Regions from separate parts of the Mus musculus genome. Here all the other regions are linked to region 1. A link is a contact called in public Hi-C, HiChIP or PLAC-seq and promoter capture Hi-C data. All regions are on one chromosome and are shown on one strand. Each heading gives the region's core, a stretch centred on a gene start, on an enhancer-like site or on the middle of the called end of the contact. The rest is flanking DNA. Distances are from core to core; before and after follow the strand shown. Region 1 holds the start of Lrrc28 (leucine rich repeat containing 28). Region 2 holds the start of 1810008I18Rik (RIKEN cDNA 1810008I18 gene). Region 3 has its middle 55 kb from the start of Gm33442. Region 4 holds the start of Snrpa1 (small nuclear ribonucleoprotein polypeptide A'). Region 5 overlaps Lrrk1 (leucine-rich repeat kinase 1). Region 6 holds the start of Selenos (selenoprotein S). Region 7 holds the start of Chsy1 (chondroitin sulfate synthase 1).

Region 1 (2,700 bases), core at 183-2,682:
CTGGATAGTTAAAATAAGGATGCCTAACAAGAAGCCCCTATGCAAATTAACAAACATCCTTTTGTTTTTGTTTTGTCGAGCCAGGACTGATCAAAAGCTCATCAATTTTTTTTAAAGGACAAAGAATAAGGTTTTCTGTTTGTTTTTAAAAAGATGTATTTATTTTATGTATGTGCATACACTGTCTCTCTCTTCAGACAACCCAGAAGAAGGCATCCGAGTCCATCAGATTAATTAGATGGTTGCGAGACACCATGTGGTTGCTGGAAATTGAACTGAGGACCTCTGAAAGAGGAGTCAGTGCTCTTAACCCCTGGGCCATCTCTCCAACCCCCAAAGGGTAAGTCCTAATGGGGGGCGGGGGATGGATTTGAGACACCTCATGTACATAATGGGTTTCGTCAAACAATAGAGTTAAGTCTTAGAGGAAATTTTAAAGATCGAAAGTTGTTGCATCTCTGTGCACTGCATTTAAAAAAATGTTCACTTTTCTTCCCTGGTACTGGGGCTTGACCTGAGTGCCTCTACTGAGCTACGCACCTGCACCCTTTCTTTTTGAAATACTTGTGATTGGTTTCACCTACAGCCTCAGCCTTAGAGTAGCAGAGGCTTGCTGCATCAGAACAATCGGGTTTTTAGTCTTAAGGTATTCATCGACCGTCTACTTAGCCATACAGGAACTGCCAGGTTATTTCACCAAATTGTGATTGTCCTCAGTTATTTCTCACACTAGGGCCTGTTTCTTTTTAAATTTTTATTTACGAGGCAGTGCCTTCACGTAGCTGAGGCTGGCCTTTACTCCTGTCTCCACTTTCAGATCACTGGGATTCAGGCGTGCAGCACCATGCCTGCGCCACGCTTGTCTAAAGGTAGACACCACCTTCGGCAGCGATCAGTGAGCGTTCGGAGACATTAAATCCGGTGCTTAAGTTCTGCTTGTTGACTCCATTGACTTGCGTTACCTAAGCCCGACGGCTTCTGTTTAAGTCAGACTGGCGGTGGAACAGTAGCCGGAATGGCTGATCGAACAGATGCAAGGCTACACAGGGCGATGCCAGGGATTTAATCGCTCGACGTCGAGTTTGACTGTTGGCAGCGGAATGAATGTGTGACTAAAAGAACTGACTGGAGACGCTGAGGCTGGCGCCATCTAAACAACCCACCTAAACGCTAACGCAGTACACCCACTTTCTGAACACCCAGCTCCAAGCCGGAGCCGGAAGCCAGGACGCTAGAGGAAGTCGCGCTCTCAGCCAATAAGCGTCTGGTTCTGAAAATGACTCTCTCATCCCGCCTATTGTAGGACAGCGAGAACTGAGGCGAACTATCGCGAGGTTTCGTTGCCCTGGCCCCCTTCTTCCCCGAACCCTACTCCAGTTAGCCAGGCCCGCCTCTCCGCAGGCTCCGCCCCGTAGCCCCGCCCTCCCTGTGTTTTTAGACTGCCTACCAGCGCAGCCTGAGCCGCTGAGTGCCGGTCAGCGGGCGCCGAGGTGAGTGTCCGGTCTCCAGGCTCACAGGTCGAAGCCGCTGGCTCGACTCCCCGTGGGGACGCTTCATCCCCGTCGCCACAGAAGCGCCTGGGCCTCTGGGAGAGGAACAGTGGGTTGTCCGGCCTTGGATCCCCACCGCTGCCGTGTCCTCCATGGCCCCTGGTACCAGAGTATCCCGGTATCATCATCTGAGTCCCTGCCCCTGGGCTCCCTGCTTCCGAATTCTTACGACCTTTAGACTCGAACTAACTCGGGCAAAACCAAGACGTCTGGTAGTTTTTCTCCTGGAGAAAACAGCCTTTTACAGATGTTTGTAGTATGCAGTTTGTCTCTGATCTCCAGTGTTAGAGAGCCGGCTTGTGTATTCCGTCAAATTAAGTACTGGGAAGTCAGTTATGGGCTACTCTTTAAAATACCTGTACTTAAAATGGGGATATACTTGAGAGATTATTGTGTTTCTCCTGAGAAGACTGGTGTTGGACTTTCAGAAAACTGAAGGAGCAAATGTATCTAGTCAATACCCGTTACATTATTTACAGTAACCGTGGGCAGGGGGTGACGTTTTGAAAGGGCCAGGAGAACTTAAAAAGGCTGTATTGCCAGTGAGTGCATATTGGGAAGCCAAGAGTACGTTCATCTTTGGAAGCTTTTGGATTTCATTTGCATACACGTAATTTCCGAGTTTGTACGAAGATGCATTTCAGCAGAGCCTAATGATGCTTTTGAAGTAACCGGTGCCAGGTGGAACATTCAGAGAGAGCCATCTGGCTACAGGGAGTGAAGATTTTGAATATGGTTTTTTAGTTTGCAAAAGGGAAACTTTCTTGTGTGTAATCTTTGGCTGTTTTATAAGAATGACACAATGGCTACATTTTATAATTGTAAAAGGCTGCGTTATAGGAAAGGTGGTGCCCAGACTTTGGAGTTAGGACCACCTGCATTTCGGTTGTAGCAAAGTACCTCATCTGTAAAGTGGATTAATGTCTGCTGTGCTGCTTGGCTGTGAAGAATAAGATATTTATGACAGCGAGTTTAAATTGTCTGTGAGTGATCTCAATGGGTAGATTAAAAAAAATCAACCTTGGAACAGTTACTCTGATTTCATCCACTTATTAGCTGTTTGAAAGCTAAAAGTATTTTAGAAACTGTATTATGCAGGCATGCAGAAATGAAGAAACTAACATTCCTCTGGATTTAGGGTTTTACAGAC
Region 2 (2,700 bases), core at 126-2,625, 1.8 Mb after region 1:
GAGAGAAAGAACCTAGCTCTTAAGACAAGGCTTCAGTGGCACAGCCATCCCATGCCTTACCTGGGAAGGAGGAACTAACCTGCCTGGGTGCGGATCCCTAACGATGCAAAATCTAAGGCCCGAGGAAGTTTCCACAGCTGTGCCCAGGTAGAAGCAGACTATCCCGAAGCCTGTGGTTACCACAAATACTGGATGGAGACAGACCCAACTCAGCACAGCTCAGCTGCTCTTCTTGGCGCACCAAGGTGAGCCCCTCTGCCGCATCCTGGGGAGAGACTGCCAAGCTCAATAGCCACCTGCTTCCCAGGAGGTCACACATGAGCCTTGCAGGATACTCTGGGCCCCAGGATGTCCCAGGGTGTTTTGACTGGCGGTGAATGAGACAGCTGTTTACAGAGGGAGGGAGAAGAGAGGAAGGGAGAGAGGAAGGGGTGGGCATTTTACACAATTTAATAACCAGAGGAACAACAGCAGTTACAGAAAATTTAGCCAAAATGTCATTCAGGGACGGGAAAGAGCAATTACTTAAATATTTAAAACAGACACCCCAGGAGTGGCCATGGGGGCCGTTCTTTGTTAATATTTAACCGGAGCCGGGCAGCCACCGAGAATACAACTGTTTACAGGAGATATGAACTAACACCCACTATTTGCTGAAAGCTATGGGGAGACTGTAGCTCTTGAACAGCTGATGATGTTCCTAAATCCCAGCCGCTCCAGTAGGGCCCCCCCCACATCACCACCATGAGGCCACAGGGGTGGGGAGGCCACAGCTGTCCCCAGAGCCCTGTGAAAACTGTAAACAGGCAGGCAGGGGTCAGCTGTCTTGCTCCAGACTCACAGTTTTCAGGAAGCCCAGCCCTGCAGCTGGGCCTGGGAGGTGGCTGCTGGCAAGATCATCAGCCCTCACTCCTGCAGACCCTGGCCAGGCTATCCTGGCCTCATCCACCCTCCTGGGCAGACACCATGCATGAAGCCAGGTGCTGATGAGCAGAGGAACTGGATCCCAAACTGGCTTGCTATGTCCCTCAATTCACACCGGGGCCTCCTGGGACACCAGACTGGGCTGTCTATAATTAATAAGCTAGCCTGTTTGCAGGGTTGGTAGATAGATAGGCCCTTTGTTCATTACAGCATCTACCTCCATGAGCTTGGCTTTTACCTACAACTGCCTCAAGTCTCATGGCTACCCTGCTGCTATGACAACCACTTCCCAACTTACTTGGGCACATTAGTTAAAACCCCACACAGATCCAACTTACTCCTCGGCTGCACTCTACCAGAAAGCCCAGCTCAAGCCCAAGGGAAAAAAACGTCACCTTTGAGTTCGTAGGCTGTTTCCAAGGTGCCACAGTTGAGACCACGTGTGCCTTTCAGAAGCCTGTGCCCCGTTGCATCATCTAATATGTTTGTTACAAAGTTGCCCAACCCTAGACCCACAACCCTGGCCTCCTCCCCGCATGCCACTGCCAACTGGTAAAAACCACAGATGGCCCTGACCTATTGAGCCCTTCTAATTGTTTGCACACCTGGTCAAGAGAAGAGAAAGATGGAGCAGGGAGGCGCGCTCTGGAAAAGCTAGAGAAGAACTGGGGCCTGCACAACAATATCTGTTAAAATAAAATAAAATCTAGTATATAAGAGCTAAAGTTTGGGTAGATATTTAGTACGTGATTTCACACACACACACACACACACACACACACACACACACACACACACACACATTCATTCCTTCTCAGGACAGTTGGCACACGCTGTCTAGAGTACTAAAACCATAGTCATTAAACTTTTTCTGTTCACTGAGTAGCTCTGGATACTAGAAATCTGAAGGAACGTTGAAGAGATTATGACTAAGGAACATGAAATGATCGGCTAAGGTTCTAGTTTAGCTAAATGCTGGCCAATGGGATCTAGAGACATCCACGGCCACTGAGTCATCAATTAGTCATGTGAACTTTTTTTTTTTTTTATTTTGATTGTTGCTACGGTTTCAACACAACTTCCTCTACCTCCCAACTCAGGTTGGAATTTTGTCCCCATTGTGAAGTAAGTGTTAGAGGGCAGACACAGTGTAGCCAGCAGTGAGGCCTTCACTGGACTGAAGCATGCATGGCCCTTGCCTTTTGGGGGGAGATCCCTTGCTGCTTGGGACTCTGCCAGCAGAAAGCCACCACTCAATACAGTCTCTCGTCCTTGGGTCTTTGCGACAGTGAACTGAAGAAGTCCTCTTTTCTTTTGAACTCACCAAGGCAAGGTGTTGTGTTTTCTTAGTAGGCAAACGTTTCTAGCTTCAGAGTAGTACTGTAACATGGTGGGGGGGGGGGGGCGTCTCTTTCTTGAAGCCATTCAGTAGTCAGTTACAGACAGGCCACTTTGAATCCTCTTATCATGTTCCCTCCTGGATGGTAACCAGACTGCTTTGCAGTTAGGAGACCTGGTGGACATAGCCAGGGGTGTCCTTGCTTTGCTGTTTAAGGGTTGTATCCTTCCCTGGCTAAAAGCTTATTCAATCCTAGCAGGCATGCCCCTGCACAGTGCTTGGCTTGTCTGTCATGGCTTGCTCATTTAACACACAGCCTACCCTGGTGCTCCTTCTGCTGTCCCCTCTTCAGCACCCTGATGGGCTCAGTTGTCCTAGAATTGGACACATCAATCAAAATTCAGCAGCATGCCCAAGAGGGCAGCATGGGGGTGCTT
Region 3 (2,700 bases), core at 151-2,650, 1.4 Mb after region 1:
AACGGAGCCCACCGGGCTTGAGAGCAAGCAGCTTTACCCACTGAGCCATCTCGCCGGCCCCAAAGTCCTCTACTCATTATTTGAAATAGGGGAAACCATCATCGTGGAGAGTCACAGAGCAAAACACCACACACAGGAAATTCTTCCCATCTTGTTAAGTGGGCGAAACATGAAACCGAAATTTAAGTCGGCCTTGAATTTGCATGATGTCAGTAAATATTAGGCTCCTTATTTGGCCGGGCAGGTTGGGTTTTCGTAAATAGGGATGTGGGCCTGAAGATGGTGTGTTCTCAGGCAGCCCTCTGGAACTCAGAGGGAGTCCCCAGGGGAAACCAAACACAATAGCGCCTACTTCATCATCAATGTTACACACGATCAGTTTCAGCTAAAGAATATTAAACAGAAGATTCCAATTTTTTCTTTGCAAATAGTGTTCATTACAGTCTTTTTTTTACTTATTATTTTTTTTATTAGTAATCATTATTGTTCATCTCTACCTGTGCCTAACTTTGAAATTAAACTCCATTATAGGTATATATATATATATATATATATATATATATATATATATATATGTGCTGAGTGCACAGGCTCCTGACCATCTGTGGTTTCAGACCTCTCGCAGGGGGTGAGTGGGGACTGCTGAACTCAGTCTGGAACCCCAGGGCCTTCTGACAACATGACAGAACTGAGAACAGAGCCTCAGACAGCTCAACCGGAGAAGCCCAGTGGGCAGCTGAGGGCTGGGAGAGTGGGCAGGAGGCACAGAACCACAGCTCTGGGAGGATGCTGGCTCTACATTCAGGATAACACTTACAGAACTAAAGGGCATGAGGGAGAGGTGAGGACTAGGGAGGGAAGCTCACATCCCCTCTGCACCCCAGATGGCCAGAGAGGTCATAGCCGCTGTTGTCCTTGAATGGGATGGAGCTTGGAAGTCCTCAGCGTCTTCAGGGCTTATGCTTCCGTGTCACAGACACCGCACCCAAGGCTTACAGAGCTAGAGCCATTGGCCAGAGCTAGCTTCAGTGTGATCCACATCTATTGGCTTTGGAGCCCCCACTCTACCTCCAGCTTCTTTGGCACCCATGAATTTCTTAAGGTGGCACCAGCATGCAGCCATCACTCCACAATGCTGAGAGGCTCTGGGATGTGGTCATGTGACCCTTGGGTGCTGGAGCTAGCTCATCATAGCTTGACTCTCAGTTCTCATTGATTGTGTGACCTGAGGTCATTTTTCAGCCTCTATGGATGTGTACTTTGGTTTCCTCCTCTATTTTTTTTTAAGCATGAAGGGAGTAGCCTCTTCCCCACAGCTCAGAGTTAAGCAGTACAGTCTAAGGATGGGCGCTGCGATGTTATTTTGTCACTGTTGCTGGTGTGAAGATATGCGGTTTAGGGGACCAGCCTGGGAAAGCAGCTTGAACCTGCCCACTTGAGAAGCCCCAAACCTGATCTCTGACACCCCAGCTCTACCCCTTCCTGGAAGTGGCTTCTGTTTAGACTCTCTTTTCTGAAGGTTCAGGCACAGGCTTTTCTCAGCTCTGGTCCCCACACACCCTCCCACCCCAGAGGAAGCAAAACTACCCCTGGTCAAGTCCCAGGTGGGGCTTCCTCTGGGTGGATTCCAGGCCAGCCTCCACAGCGTTGGCTGCCTCTGCCTGAAGCCATGTGTGGGCCCAAGGGCTAGCAGGCTTCCTCCCCTGAGCCCTGTCTGTTCGGAGTGCACAGTGGTTGAATGGTGGGTGGGGTGCCTGCCCTGTCCGTCTATAGGTTGTGATCTAACTCCACTGCCAGTCTCTTGTCTAGGCTGGACCCAACTCTCCTGACCCCACTGGCTCCTGGTGGGTCCAGCTGGGCTGCACGGAGGTACACCCTTTGGGCTATGTCATAGGATGCTACAACCATTCCTACCTATCTATACCCAACAGTCTACAGCGGGGAGCCTTGGGATGGTGGAGATGAGGGGCCTCTGGGTAGTGGAACCTTTGGTTTTATTCCTCTCTCACAGAAAGGCAAGCTCTAAGACGACGAAGTCCCCGCCCTGCCCAGCCCTCCGACTTCCCCAGCCCCAAGTTGTACAACAGGCACTTGAACTGCCAGAAACAGTCCCCAGATAACCTTATCAGCCACCCAGCCACAGAGCCTCTCTGCCGCGCCAGCCACCCACAAAAATAGAGCTGCTGATTAGAACCTTCCAGAAACACAGACACTGGAGCCTTCCAAAAGCTGAAGAGACATCCTGGCGTGTTCTGAAGCCCTGCTCTATCTTAAAGCAGCACGAAATATTTATTCTGGGGGTCTTCAAATCAACTCTCAGGATTTGTGGAAGGAAATTTGCCAACTACCTTTTAAAAAACACCAAAAAAAGTATCCCTCTTCTTTAAGTTCTTTAACTACCACTTCTGATAGTATAGTTTAAAGAAATAATAGGATGGAAGGAAAAAAGTACTAGTTAAGGTTGTCCGCCCATGGATTCATCAGAGTTCCTAAGCTTAACCTGAAGATGACATCATGCCCAAAAATGGGAGGAGGAAGGGAGAAAGGGGGAGGGAGGGAGAAGAGGGGGGGATTGAAGGAGGAGAATCAAGGAAGAAAAGAAGGAAGGAAGTTAGGATAGGAAGGAGGATAGATTCATGGCAACCTACCCTACTGTGTCCCAGATAGCTCTTAGAGCGTTAGTGACAGGGCTTATGGAGA
Region 4 (2,700 bases), core at 140-2,639, 1.6 Mb after region 1:
GTTTTCAGAGAGACAGCAGACATCAAAACTGTGCCAAGACAGTGAAAGGACCCAGATGCTCCTGAACCGGACTTTTCTCCAAGAAAGTTAATTTCATTCAACAAACACAAAGAACACTAGGATTTCCCATAGGCAGGAAGAAACTTTCAAAAATGGCAGTGCACAGCGCCCCCGAGACTTTGATTGCCTCTGGTCACAGTCTTATAATCTTAACCCCTTCCAAAGCCATCTCCTGAATAGTTAACGATTACCTCTCAGTTCTATGTTTTAAAAATCAAGTGCTACTTCTGTCAGAACTGAACAGGTGAGTTCCGCCACCCCACACACAGAAGTGACCATTATGCCACGGTCAAACAGCTCAATCTTGAAAACACCAAATTATCCGGGGCTGCGGGTCTGGCTCAGTAGCGCGAGTGCTTTCCTGACAGACATGAAACCCTGGGCTCATCCAAAGCACCATATAAACGTGGTGCAGGCATTTAAACCCAGCTCCCAGGAAGTGGAGGCAAGAGGGTCCGAAGTTCGAGATAAACCTTAACTATATAACGGTTTGAAGTCAGCTCGGAATACACGAGACGTTGTCTCAAAAACAAATGAACAAAACCAAACCGGAATTATTGGGGCAATTAAGGTAACTCTGGTACATATCCACCCTACCCTCAGGTGCCACATTAACGCTTTTGCTAAAAAACAAACAAACAAACAAACAAACAAACAAACAAAAAACACCAGCCAGCAGCCGGCCTGTCCGTAGCGTTTTCTATTTTCCTAGTCCTCCAACAGTTAAAGCTGCTCGATGAGCGGGGCAATGCCTAGTGAGTACGGTCCGGGGAAGGAATCGAGGCGCCGTGTTTGCTAGCCGGAACGCCGGTAACAAACAGCCCCAAAGGGCCCTGCGGGACGGTGGATCGGAGGCGCCCAGCCCGGGTGGAGGCCCACGGGCCAGGCTCCAGCCTCTGCGCACGCGGCGGGGCTGGTTTCCCGCAGCCACGCGCCGGGGCCGGAACACAGCCCGCGCTCCGTCTAACTCACCCCGGAGGTCCAGTTCACGGTCCCGTACGGCATTTGTGTACTGCGCCGCCTGCTCGATCAGCTCCGCCGTCAGCTTCACCATCCTGTCGCAGCCCGCGGACCCTCACCTCCGACACCAGCCTGCGCCTCCCGCCAGTGCCGTGTCCCACAGTGCACCGCGCCTCGCCGCCAGACAGCACCAATCGTATCCCCGCGCAGCTCGACCGCCAGGCTAAAGCAATCGAAGACGTAGCCCCCGTGTCTTTGCTTCTGGGTTCTGGGCTTGAGCGTGCCTGGGAGTGTGGGGAGCCCAGATTCCAGTTTTTTTAATCCAAAAGATAAGAACACGCGAGGGATGCTCTGTCTCACGTCAGTGAACCTCAAGGGAGGGGTAGTTGGGACTACTCTCCCTTCTCCACCCAACAAGGGGCGGAGACTGTGAAGTCTCCTGAAAGTCAAGTTCCTAAATGTCTAACTTGGGCTTCCGCAGGTAAGGGGCAGGACCCGTAGGCTGGATTGCCTTAAAACAGAACCCTTCTGACCTGGTACAGTCACCTTAAAGCTTGAGGGTGAACTTGTAGCCTGTAGACATTTAGGTGTTCATACCAAAGCGCTGGTCAGGTGGCTTAGAGGTTAAGAGCACTTGCAACTTTTGTAACGGACTTGAGTTGGCATTCCAATATCCGTCTGGACACCTGACAACTGCTTGTAACTTCAGCCTCAGGGGATTTGCCGTCCATTTCTAGCCTCCTCAGACACCGGCAACCGCAAACACACACACACACACACAAATAAAATAAACCATAAGTGATATTCATATTGACTAGCTGTGATGGAGAATGCCTTTAATCCTAGCAGTTTGGAGACAGAAGGAGGTGGATCTCGGAGATAGAGGCCATCCTCGCCTACAGAGCCAGTTCCAGAACAACCAGGGATACACAGAGAAACTCTATCTCAAGCAAACAAACAACACCAAAAAAATTCATACGAAGTGCAGGGGAATACACATATCAGAAATTGCCATGTGATGAGTGCCCCACAGTGAATACAATATACCTGCAGAGCCTTGGCCTCTGTCTCCAAAGGCTTAAATGCACAAAATCATGTGCATATTTTTTTAAATCATAGCTTACTAATTAATGTACATGCCCACCTGTGTATACGTGATGACCCCTTCAGCCCTAGGCCATCAACTCCAACTGAGGCTGCACCTTCACTAGTGACCATCCCTGGCCTCTCACAGTGCCAAGCCTTAAATGCACGAAATCATATGCGTATTTTTTTTAAATCATAGCTTACTAATTAATGTACATGCCCACCTGTGTATAGGTGCAGGGGAGGCTTCAGCCTAAAATTCCCTGGAGCTGGCCGTTGTGATCCTTTGGACATGTGTGCTAGAAGTCAACCCCTGGTCCTCAGCATGAGCAGAAAACACTCTTAAAAATACTTTTAGAAATTATTTGTTATATCTCTGTGGTTTTGGGCACATGAGTGCAGATACCCACAAAGGCCAGAGGTGCCAGATACTCTGAAGTCGGGGTTACACGTGGTTGCTGGGATCTGAACTCTGGTCCTCTGAAAGAGCTGTACACACTCTCTTACCTGCTGAGTCATGGAATGACTGACCTGAGAAGGAACTTGAACAGCTCACTCTCCTGCCTCCATCTTCATGTGCTAGGATTATTGGAG
Region 5 (2,700 bases), core at 89-2,588, 1.3 Mb after region 1:
GTTGCTTCGGCCCTGGTGTTTCGTCACAGCAATAGAAACCCTTACTAGGACGCATGTCATGATACAACATTCGGAAATGGTTCAGTAAAGAGTGAAGAATTTTGGTTTTATTTTCGAATGTTTTAGTGTGTGTGTGGAGGAGTGCATATGATGAACACAGGTGCCCTCGGAGCCAGAAGCATAGGATTCCCTCAACGCTAGAGTTACAGGCAACTGTGAGCCACCCAACAGCAGGAAGGACTAGGGGTCACACTCAGCAAGTGCTTAACCAGAGAGCCATCTCCCCAGCCAGCCCCAAGAGGGTGTGTTTTTGTGTGTAGAAAGGTGCTGGGAGACATCCCTGGTGATGCTGCTTTGACAGCAGGTAACTCTAGGTCTGTGGGGTCCATTAGGTCCTAGTTCAACTCTTGGCAAACTTTAGATTTTTCTGGACTTAAGTGTTTAGAGTAAGTGGGAAACGTCAGTCATTAGAAAGGAAAAAAGCCGCCAGGGAAATTGAGTGACTTATCTAACACAATTGCCAGAGGCTAGGACTCCTCTCTCTGGATCTTAGTTGTTCATCCTTCTTCATCTACACAAATGAAGAGGGAGATAAAGACTGGAGGAGAACTTTCTGTTGGAAGGGCGGTAAGGCACAGGATTTGGCTAAGGGAGCACAGCACCACCTTGTGGCCAGATATGATCACAGCCGCTGCCAATTGCCAAGGCCAGCTTAACCAAGATTGCTGGTAGCTTTCTCACAGTTCCTGTGGTTCTTACACGTTCCCATTTGTGAAACATTCATTTTTGTCTATATTCTGGCCCTGTAATTTTCTGTTATGAATTTTCTTTGGATATACAAGCCAAAAGAAACAGATTTCTTCTCCCCAGAAACCCAGTTGAGTCTCAGATTCTTTGATATCCCTGAAGAAAACCTTAGTCTTATGTATTAAACCAGGACCCATTTGCTGCCTGGCAATAGCAGATCACTGGGATTTCTGACTTCCTCTTGTGGAAAAAAAATAAGGAACATGTTCTGGGTGTGCCACAGCAAGAAGGTTGGGCTGTGGTTTGCATGTGGCAGAGACTCAGGGCACAGAGGAGTTGATAAGTCTCAGAACAAAACCAAGGGAAGGTTTTACTGTGTCTTCAATGGAGGTTATTGTTCATGGAAATTGGAGACATCGCTGGAAGTAAGAATTCCTGTATATCTCTGTAGGGGCCATAATACTTAGCTTTCTCAGGTTGACCTGAACTGAAAGCAGGGCCAAAAGTTAGGGAAGCTGTCTGTTACTAATATAGTCCTGGGCTGACTGTTACAGAGGAAATTGGTGAGCTCATTAGGTTGTTACGGAGATAACAATGTTTATCTTGCTTCCTGGGCTATTTGCTAAGGGGCATGGTTTCCTTGCTGTGAGGTGTGGACCAGAGTTCTGGATTTCCGATTGGTGGTGTCCAAAGTGTGGCCTGGCACAGCGCCAGGTGGCTGAAGACAGTGGCTGCCCAGATCACACAAAGTGACTCAAGAACAGAGATCTCAGAGCCACATTTAGGACTCGGCCTTCTCCCTGCCTGAGAAGAGGATAGCCAAGCCTCGGGGGGGGGGGGGGGCTCCTTTGGACCCAAAAGCCATTGCTGCTTCCCTGCACCCCAGTGTGCGGCTCCTAAGGGTTGGCTCTGAGCCCATGGATACCCTCTGGGGGTGACGAGGAGCCATGAGCAGACGATTTGTACAGAGTACACTCGCTACTTCCTGGTGCCAGCTACCATGGTGGAAGCTGGGAAGGCAAGGTAGACATGGCCCCAGTTTCTCAGGATAGGGATCCAGCTGGAGTGGGTACACAGCCTCACTTGAGCCTTTACTCCAGGCCCACCTTGGGCTTAGACTCACCAAATTTAGGTGCTGTTCCTTGCTATCCAACCCCAGGCACTTCGTGTGAAATGGTCCCATCTGAAGTTGCCCTGGGTGGACCTGGACTGGCTCCTAGACATCTCCTGCCAGATCACAGAGCTTGACCTGTCTGCCAACTGCCTGCCTTCGCTCCCTTCCATCATCCCTTGGGGACTCATCAATCTAAAGAAGCTGAATCTCTCAAACAACCAGCTGGGGGAGCTGCCCTGCGTGCAGTCCTCCGACGAAATCATCTGCTCCAGGTGGGCCCAGGGGCGTGGTCAAGGCCCTCTGTGCCCACCCGTCACAGTCACCTTCCCGTCAGAGGGTCCTGGGTTGAATTTTATGTTTTGGAAAACTAGCTATTAGCAGTAGTAAAAGGACTGCTCGCTCACAAGAGCACAGCCATCAAGATCTCTGACCCCTTAGGAGCCAGAGAAGTCTGAACAGATGGTCTAGGCTAAGATCATGCATAGCCGCATGAGGCTGTTTGTTCAAAGTACCCGACTGGTCCTGCTCAGAATCAGAGGGCAGTGGCTAGAGGCTTCCTGGGCTGGTAGAAGGGTTTACCCCACCAGAAATGGCTGGGCGGGCCTGAGGAAAGGATCAATACGGGAATGTGGCAGCACATGGACACTGGTGCTGCCTGTCTTTCCTAGAGCCCTGAGCCCTGAGGTGGCCCAGGAAGGGAAGGACATCTATCAATTACTTTTCTCATTGTTGTGACTAAATACCCTGATGACTTAAAGAAGGAAGGGTTTATTCTGACTCACAGTTTGAAGGAGCCATTTTAATGTGGTGGGAAAGGCATGACTGAAGGCTCAGAAGGG
Region 6 (2,700 bases), core at 119-2,618, 1.6 Mb after region 1:
CTTGGAGATTTTCTGTCTAGTGCCTTTGAAACCATAAGAGCTACCAGCCTGAGAATGGACTGTCATGCTTTGGCAAAATATGCCTCTAGATTCTTTAAAAAAATGGGCTACGGGGTTGATGAGGGAAAATGATTGTAAAAGATAACTCTGCTCTGTCACGGTTTATCAATGATGGCTAAACTTATGACTACGAGGAAGCTAAAATACATCTGGGGACAAAAATATGATCTATGAATCCATCCCTGTCTACGGAGTGCTGTATAAAGCAGCACCCCACTTCCAGTCAGTCAGGTGGCAAGATTCCCAGGACCCCAATGCCTGATCCCCCCACCCCCACCCCCGCCCCTTGACACTTCTTGTTTCCTCCACAAGACCTGGCCATCTCCAGGGACTGGTCCCCATGCACCGAACAAGATGTGCATTGAGTATGCTATACACCATCACGGAGTCTTTGCATCTCAATAAAAATCTTTCAAACCTCAAAGGCATGTCTTGCCACCACCCACTAAGTAAATGACAGGCGCCTTCATTTCTACCACATGGCACTAACCCAGAACAGTCTCGGCTTGGTCCAGCTGTCTCTGCCTCAAAGCCCTCAGTCGAAGGGAGAGCCTCTGGATGACAATGTAGAGTAGGATGCAGCTGAAGAGGATGTACCAGCCATAGCTGGCCAGCAGGGAGCCCACTGGGGGGAAAAAAAAAAAAAAGAGAAAGAAACCAGTTTCAGAAATGGTAATAGCATTTTTTTCAATAATACTCTACAAAAATAGTCATAGCTTCTTCTTTCAGAACCTTCACAGTCTAGCTGGAAATGGACTCCTAAGAAGCGAATCGCTGGGTACAGAAACTTCTCAACTACAAGGGGACTCGGGAGTAGCCCGGAGGGTGCAGAGCCCAGCAGCTAGGTTCTGAAGGACTAAAGGGGACGTGTCTATCTGATTCAGGAAAGCAAAGGCCATCCAGACTCCGTGAGTTACACTTTGTTAAGGAGTGAGACAACAGTGTGTTAGTGTCGGGTAGAGTGAAACGCCGGGCGGAGGACTCCACTGCAAAAGGAAAATGTTAAAGGGACTCCCGTGAGCCAAGTCCGCGAGCGCCCGCCCAGCTAGGGCGACTTCGAGAAAGGTGAGCTCCGGCCCAACAAGCAGGCTCGGCCAGTCCGCGGCGTTAACGCCAAGCCTCCTGGAGGCCGACCCACCGAGCATGGCGGCGCCCGCCGCCCCTGACCTGTCACGTGCAGGAATCGCAGGCTCTCGGTCTCCAGCGCCGGCCTCGCGGACAGAGGTTCCTCATCGCGATCCATGGCGGCCACCGCCACCGCCACCAACGACAAGCCCGCTGCTCCTCTCTGCTCTGCGCTTCCGGTTCGGCCCTATGTACACGTGGCGCTCACTGCCGTGGCGGTACTGACCTATCGTGGCTCGACCTACCTCGACGCTCGACCAATCACAGGGGGGGTGTGACCAGAGGGCGGGGCTGAAAGATGCCCAGGCGGAAGCGCGTTTGACTTTCAGGGAGGAGCTCGCAGCTCAACTCGGCATAGCTCGGATAACCGATCTTGTATTTGATACTGATTGGACATTGAGGCTCAAGAGATTTGAAACCTCCTGGAGATGAGATTTGAGTCCCGCCCTTGTCACCGGGCCCTAAAGGTTTGCAGCATAGATTCCCCTCCCCTAACGTGCGGAAAGCGATCTACTTAGAATTCCTTTCTTCTGATCCACTGTCTCAAGGGAAGGAATTAATGTAGTAATGACTTCAACTTAGGCTCTTATGTGTTACATTACCACAGTTTTTGTAATGGTTCTCTGCAACATACTAGGAAGGCAATAAAGGAGATAGCTGCGATTTGAAAAGGAACTGATGGAATCAAGTTTCCATAGATTAATGGGATTAAGAAGGTGAGAACTCTGTGGTGTTTAAAGGTGGGATCCTTTGGGAAACTACTATATGAGGTCAATGTGGGTGTCCCCAGAGAAAAAGAGACTAGATTTCTGTGCACCCCACCGTGAGATGACTCAGCCTGAGGAGCCTGATGGAATCTATACGGTGCTGTACCAAGCTTGAGGACTTTGAATCTCCAAAATGGAAATAAAACTCACTGTGTCATAAAAACTAGTCTGTTAAGGATCTTCTAATTCAGCGACTCCATCTGGGGACATGGGAGAGAAAAGCCTGGAGTCACTTCACATTATCAACCACCTTGAAAATAGACTTTGATGACTGGATATGAAGCTAAGAATATGAAGATAGCCATGAATTTGCTGATTTTTTTTTTCAGACACAACATGGCTTTTTTAAAAAATTGCTAAATTTTTAAAGTTTTATGATTTTAATAGTTTTCTCAGTGGTAAAAAAGGATCAGTTTAATTTTTTTTTCTTTTTTGGTACCGATGACTGCCACCCCACCTCTGAGGCCAGTTTGAACCCTCTCTCTTTGCTTAAGGTGATTTCTCACATCATACAGAGCAAGTGAAACATCTGGTTACGAGAGAGGAGGTTGCTCATTTGCCTGTTGATCCAGTCCCTTAACATCTGCAATCATGATGATGAAATAAGTAATGTTTAGTTTCATTAAAAGACAAGGTGGAGGGGAAATGTTGGCACACACCTTCAACCCCAGCACTCAGCAGGCAGACACAGGTGAGTCTCTGAATTTGACGCTCAGGACAGTGAGGGCTACACAGAGAAACCTTGCCT
Region 7 (2,700 bases), core at 175-2,674, 1.5 Mb after region 1:
CATCTCCTTTTCTAAAGGCAGCTTTGGCTAATCCCTTTGTTAATCCTGAACATGATCGCTGCCACTTCTACTGACTCCTTTAGCCTACTAGGGCCCAGTTACTTCCTACCACGCATACGCCTTGGTGGCTGCGCTGGGGAACACCAGGCTGCAGTCTTACAATGACTAAATCGATCACACAAACTGTTTTTCCTCAAGGTTCTTTTTCTCTACTTAACAAACCAGAGTGTTGCTCAAAGGCAGAGTGGAAACGCTCACCAAAAGTGAGAATCTTAAAGTACAGTACGGAGGAGCCCTAGCCAGGTTAATTTAAGCGGGCTCTCCCTTCGAAATGACAAAGTGCCTATTTTAGAGACTCAAATTATAACTCTGCCTCCACTATCGCAGGTACAACATTGAATTTCGCCACCACCTTATGGGGGAGACTCGTTCCTTTTAACAAAGAAGTCTTGAACACAGAAAGCTTACGTGTCTCCCTGGAGATGAGGTTGAGAGGCACACACACTGAGGCCAGCGTACTCAATCCCAAAGCCTTGCCCTTGAGAGATGCTCACCATCCTAAGCCCTGCTGCCTTTGCGCTGAGCCGCTGGCAGCTACCAGAGAAGCCTCCGGGGAACCCGTAACGCCGCCCGCCCGCCAGCCAGGATGCCGGATGCAGGCGATGGCATCCACGAAAGGGGGGCTCACCTGTAGGCGGCCACGGCGCGGGTCTGCAGGTATTTCTGGGCTGTCATGACTCCCACGAAGAGAAAGTTCCTGTCGCGCGGGACGCCCTCCGCGGCCGAGCCCTGCGGCCAGAGCTGCGCCCCGCGCGCATCGCCGCGCGCCCCGCCGGGCTGCGACGCCTCCTGCCCTGGCCGGCATCCCTCGGGACTGGGGCGCCGCCGCGGGCCCACTCGCTTCAGCTCCGAGGCGCGGGGCAGGACGAGCCGCGAGGCCAGCACGAAGCCCAGCACGAGCCCGAGCAGCATGCTGAGCCAGGCGCGCCGGCCGCGCGCGGCCATGCCCGCGCCCCTCCGCCCGCCGGGCCGCTGTCCCGCTGTCCCCGCCGCAGGCTCCGCGCGCCCTCAGCCCACCGCCCCCGCCCGCGGAGGCCAGCCCGCCCTAGCGCCGCCAGGCCCGGCCCGGGCAGCGCCGCGGCCGCCGCGGGCCCGCCGCGCCCATCGCGGCTCCCGAGCCGCCCGCAGGCCCCGCGCCGGCGCTTTGTTCCGCGCGCCCGCCCGCACCGCCGCGGCCTGCGCCTTTAAGAGGGGACCATGCCCCGCGCGCGCGGCCGGCGACTCCGGCGCGAGGCGACAGCGGCTCCCGCGGCTCGCGTCCCCCGGCTGGCTCGGCTCGGCTCGCGCTGCGCCCGCCCTCTCGGTGCCCTGCGCCGCCTCTGCAGCTGCACATCCTCCGGCTTAGCGCGCCATTGCAAAGGAGCCCCTCACGTCACGCACCGCGCGTTAAGAAGCGGCCCGCCGGCGGCGTGCCGTGGCCCCTCTCGGGATCCGTCCGCGCCTCGTGATTGGCGCAAAAGTGAATGGGGGGCAGTTCACGTGGCCAAAGTTTAACCAAAAAAAAAAAAAAAAAAGCACCCGCCCCGCAGTCTGCGGCCAGGCAGGAGGGGCGTGGGATAGCATCGACGACAGCGGGGCGGGCGTCCCTCCAACCCCCACTGCCCGGTACCCGCGGCCACGCCCCCGTCGCCAGCATTGGGAGCCGGCGGTCCGGCACCGCACGTGGACTGAGTTGACCGGCTCCCCAGATGCCCCGAGAGCCGCCACGCCCTTCCCTCCCCGGGCCGACCTCCCGACTCGGTGGCCAGGACAGCGGGGTCCACACTGCAGCTTTGTACGCTGCAGGCGGGGCTGGAGCCACACACGGCCACAGTTCACCTAGGAACGCTAGGGGATTTGCGGGCTGGGGAGCGAAACGTGAATTCGCTAAGTAGCTAGGGCTGCCCTCGAACTCAGAGAATCTGAGATCTGTCTCTGCCTCTCGAGCGCTGGGCTTAAAGGCGAGCGGCACCAAGCCCGGCATATTAGTTTTTTAAATGGATATTGAAGAGATGGGTGGGTGAGTTACCACTAGATGATAAATACCTGTATTTAGTCCCAGTGAGCAGAGAGCTGGTTAGTACCCCCCTCACCTAAGTCTGTCAGTATTTTTAAGAGTAGATTTATAAAACGGATATGGATTGTGTACGTGGTGTGGGGGATGGGTTCTCGGGAGCCATACACCTAGTTTTTTGAAACAGGATCTCTTACTATTCTGGAGGTCTCCAAGTAAGTTAGGCTCGCTGAATGGATTTTTAAGTTGGATACCAGTTTCCCTATATTTGCTCTGTCTTAACTTTTATACGTTTTGTTAAAAACGAAAGCCCTTCAACTTGGGTGCCCACATGACAAATGTTTGTAAATACCAATTTTATTTCTTAGTCACCAATGTGTTAGGATTATAATCGCAAAGTAGCCACTTGGACCTGCTCTAATAGAGCCCAGGTGCTAGCTGAAGCTGCAGATCGTTTTGAACTCCAGATCCTCTTGCTTATGGAACTGGAGTCACCTGAATTCCAGGCCTGTGTGCTACCAGCCCTGGTGCCAGGGATCAGCCACTGGACCTCTGATACACTGGGCCAGTACTCTATCCTCTGAACTACGGTCCCAGAGCCTAAGAAGTTCTCATTTAATCAATCAAAGAAACAAACAAAAAGATAG

The links. Promoter capture Hi-C pulls out the DNA fragments that hold promoters and counts their contacts. Hi-C and Micro-C count contacts between places; a contact is called where the count stands out from the background. HiChIP or PLAC-seq counts read pairs in DNA pulled down with a chosen protein or histone mark.
Region 2: a promoter capture Hi-C map of liver shows a contact between it and region 1, with 4 times the contacts expected there. The contact joins the promoter of 1810008I18Rik here to the promoter of Lrrc28 in region 1. A contact is called at or near these places in 2 of 39 promoter capture datasets (both in liver) and 1 of 115 datasets of contacts at active chromatin or transcription factors (pancreatic cancer cells).
Region 3: a Hi-C map of B cells shows a contact between it and region 1, with 7 read pairs. The contact joins the enhancer-like site here to the promoter of Lrrc28 in region 1. A contact is called at or near these places in 1 of 39 promoter capture datasets (pre-B cells), 1 of 484 Hi-C or Micro-C datasets (B cells) and 2 of 9 other capture datasets (adipose tissue and liver).
Region 4: a contact with region 1 is called in a promoter capture Hi-C map of pre-B cells. The contact joins the promoter of Snrpa1 here to the promoter of Lrrc28 in region 1. A contact is called at or near these places in 8 of 39 promoter capture datasets (the 3T3-L1 cell line, 3T3-L1-derived adipocytes, the C10 cell line and 4 more), 1 of 484 Hi-C or Micro-C datasets (CD4 T cells), 3 of 115 datasets of contacts at active chromatin or transcription factors (astrocytes, large pre-B cells and pro-B cells) and 1 of 9 other capture datasets (adipose tissue).
Region 5: a promoter capture Hi-C map of liver shows a contact between it and region 1, with 2.9 times the contacts expected there. The contact joins the enhancer-like site here to the promoter of Lrrc28 in region 1. A contact is called at or near these places in 5 of 39 promoter capture datasets (the 3T3-L1 cell line, the C10 cell line, hippocampal neurons and 2 more), 1 of 15 datasets of contacts at CTCF or cohesin (large pre-B cells), 9 of 484 Hi-C or Micro-C datasets (B cells, the N1E-115 cell line, cerebellum and 5 more), 6 of 115 datasets of contacts at active chromatin or transcription factors (astrocytes, embryonic forebrain, embryonic limb bud and 3 more) and 1 of 9 other capture datasets (embryonic stem cells).
Region 6: a contact with region 1 is called in a promoter capture Hi-C map of pre-B cells, with 7 times the contacts expected there. The contact joins the promoter of Selenos here to the promoter of Lrrc28 in region 1. A contact is called at or near these places in 12 of 39 promoter capture datasets (the 3T3-L1 cell line, 3T3-L1-derived adipocytes, the C10 cell line and 7 more), 5 of 484 Hi-C or Micro-C datasets (B cells, CD4 T cells, CD8 T cells and 2 more), 4 of 115 datasets of contacts at active chromatin or transcription factors (astrocytes, embryonic limb bud, large pre-B cells and 1 more) and 2 of 9 other capture datasets (adipose tissue and liver).
Region 7: an H3K4me3 HiChIP or PLAC-seq map of pro-B cells shows a contact between it and region 1, with 6 times the contacts expected there. The contact joins the promoter of Chsy1 here to the promoter of Lrrc28 in region 1. A contact is called at or near these places in 8 of 39 promoter capture datasets (the 3T3-L1 cell line, the HPC-7 cell line, cranial neural crest and 5 more), 1 of 15 datasets of contacts at CTCF or cohesin (large pre-B cells), 4 of 484 Hi-C or Micro-C datasets (the HPC-7 cell line, cortical neurons and pro-B cells), 4 of 115 datasets of contacts at active chromatin or transcription factors (astrocytes, embryonic limb bud, pro-B cells and 1 more) and 3 of 9 other capture datasets (adipose tissue, embryonic stem cells and liver).

What each region holds. Positions count from the first base shown.
Region 1 is chr7:67,643,968-67,646,667 of GRCm38.p6, reverse strand. Lrrc28 (leucine rich repeat containing 28) reads left to right here and starts at 1,432. Exons shown (of 10, transcript NM_175124.5): 1 at 1,432-1,490. It also overlaps a transcript of Ttc23 not described here.
Region 2 is chr7:65,801,712-65,804,411 of GRCm38.p6, reverse strand. 1810008I18Rik (RIKEN cDNA 1810008I18 gene) reads right to left here and starts at 1,375. Exons shown (of 3, transcript NR_167723.1): 1 at 1,263-1,375; 2 at 80-386. It overlaps Gm51485 (a long non-coding RNA gene), which reads left to right and starts at 2,062. Exons shown (of 3, transcript XR_003946789.1): 1 at 2,062-2,257.
Region 3 is chr7:66,196,146-66,198,845 of GRCm38.p6, reverse strand. No RefSeq gene overlaps it. Among named protein-coding and RNA genes, the nearest start is that of Gm33442, 55 kb to the left of the region's middle. Within about 2 kb of position 1,400, at least 102 of the 459 cell types and tissues checked have an H3K27ac peak or open chromatin away from gene starts, as enhancers often do. A contact at or near this core is called in B cells, liver and pre-B cells, where this site is marked.
Region 4 is chr7:66,059,025-66,061,724 of GRCm38.p6, reverse strand. Snrpa1 (small nuclear ribonucleoprotein polypeptide A') reads right to left here and starts at 1,389. Exons shown (of 9, transcript NM_021336.4): 1 at 1,033-1,389. The coding sequence starts at 1,114.
Region 5 is chr7:66,308,094-66,310,793 of GRCm38.p6, reverse strand. Lrrk1 (leucine-rich repeat kinase 1) reads left to right here. Exons shown (of 34, transcript NM_146191.3): 7 at 1,907-2,133. Among named protein-coding and RNA genes, the nearest start is that of Gm45989, 28 kb to the right of the region's middle. Within about 2 kb of position 1,338, at least 127 of the 459 cell types and tissues checked have an H3K27ac peak or open chromatin away from gene starts, as enhancers often do. A contact at or near this core is called in the N1E-115 cell line, cerebral cortex and liver, where this site is marked.
Region 6 is chr7:66,078,317-66,081,016 of GRCm38.p6, reverse strand. It overlaps Selenos (selenoprotein S), which reads right to left and starts at 1,368. Exons shown (of 6, transcript NM_024439.3): 1 at 1,228-1,368; 2 at 551-685. The coding sequence starts at 1,303.
Region 7 is chr7:66,108,216-66,110,915 of GRCm38.p6, reverse strand. Chsy1 (chondroitin sulfate synthase 1) reads right to left here and starts at 1,424. Exons shown (of 3, transcript NM_001081163.2): 1 at 689-1,424. The coding sequence starts at 1,005.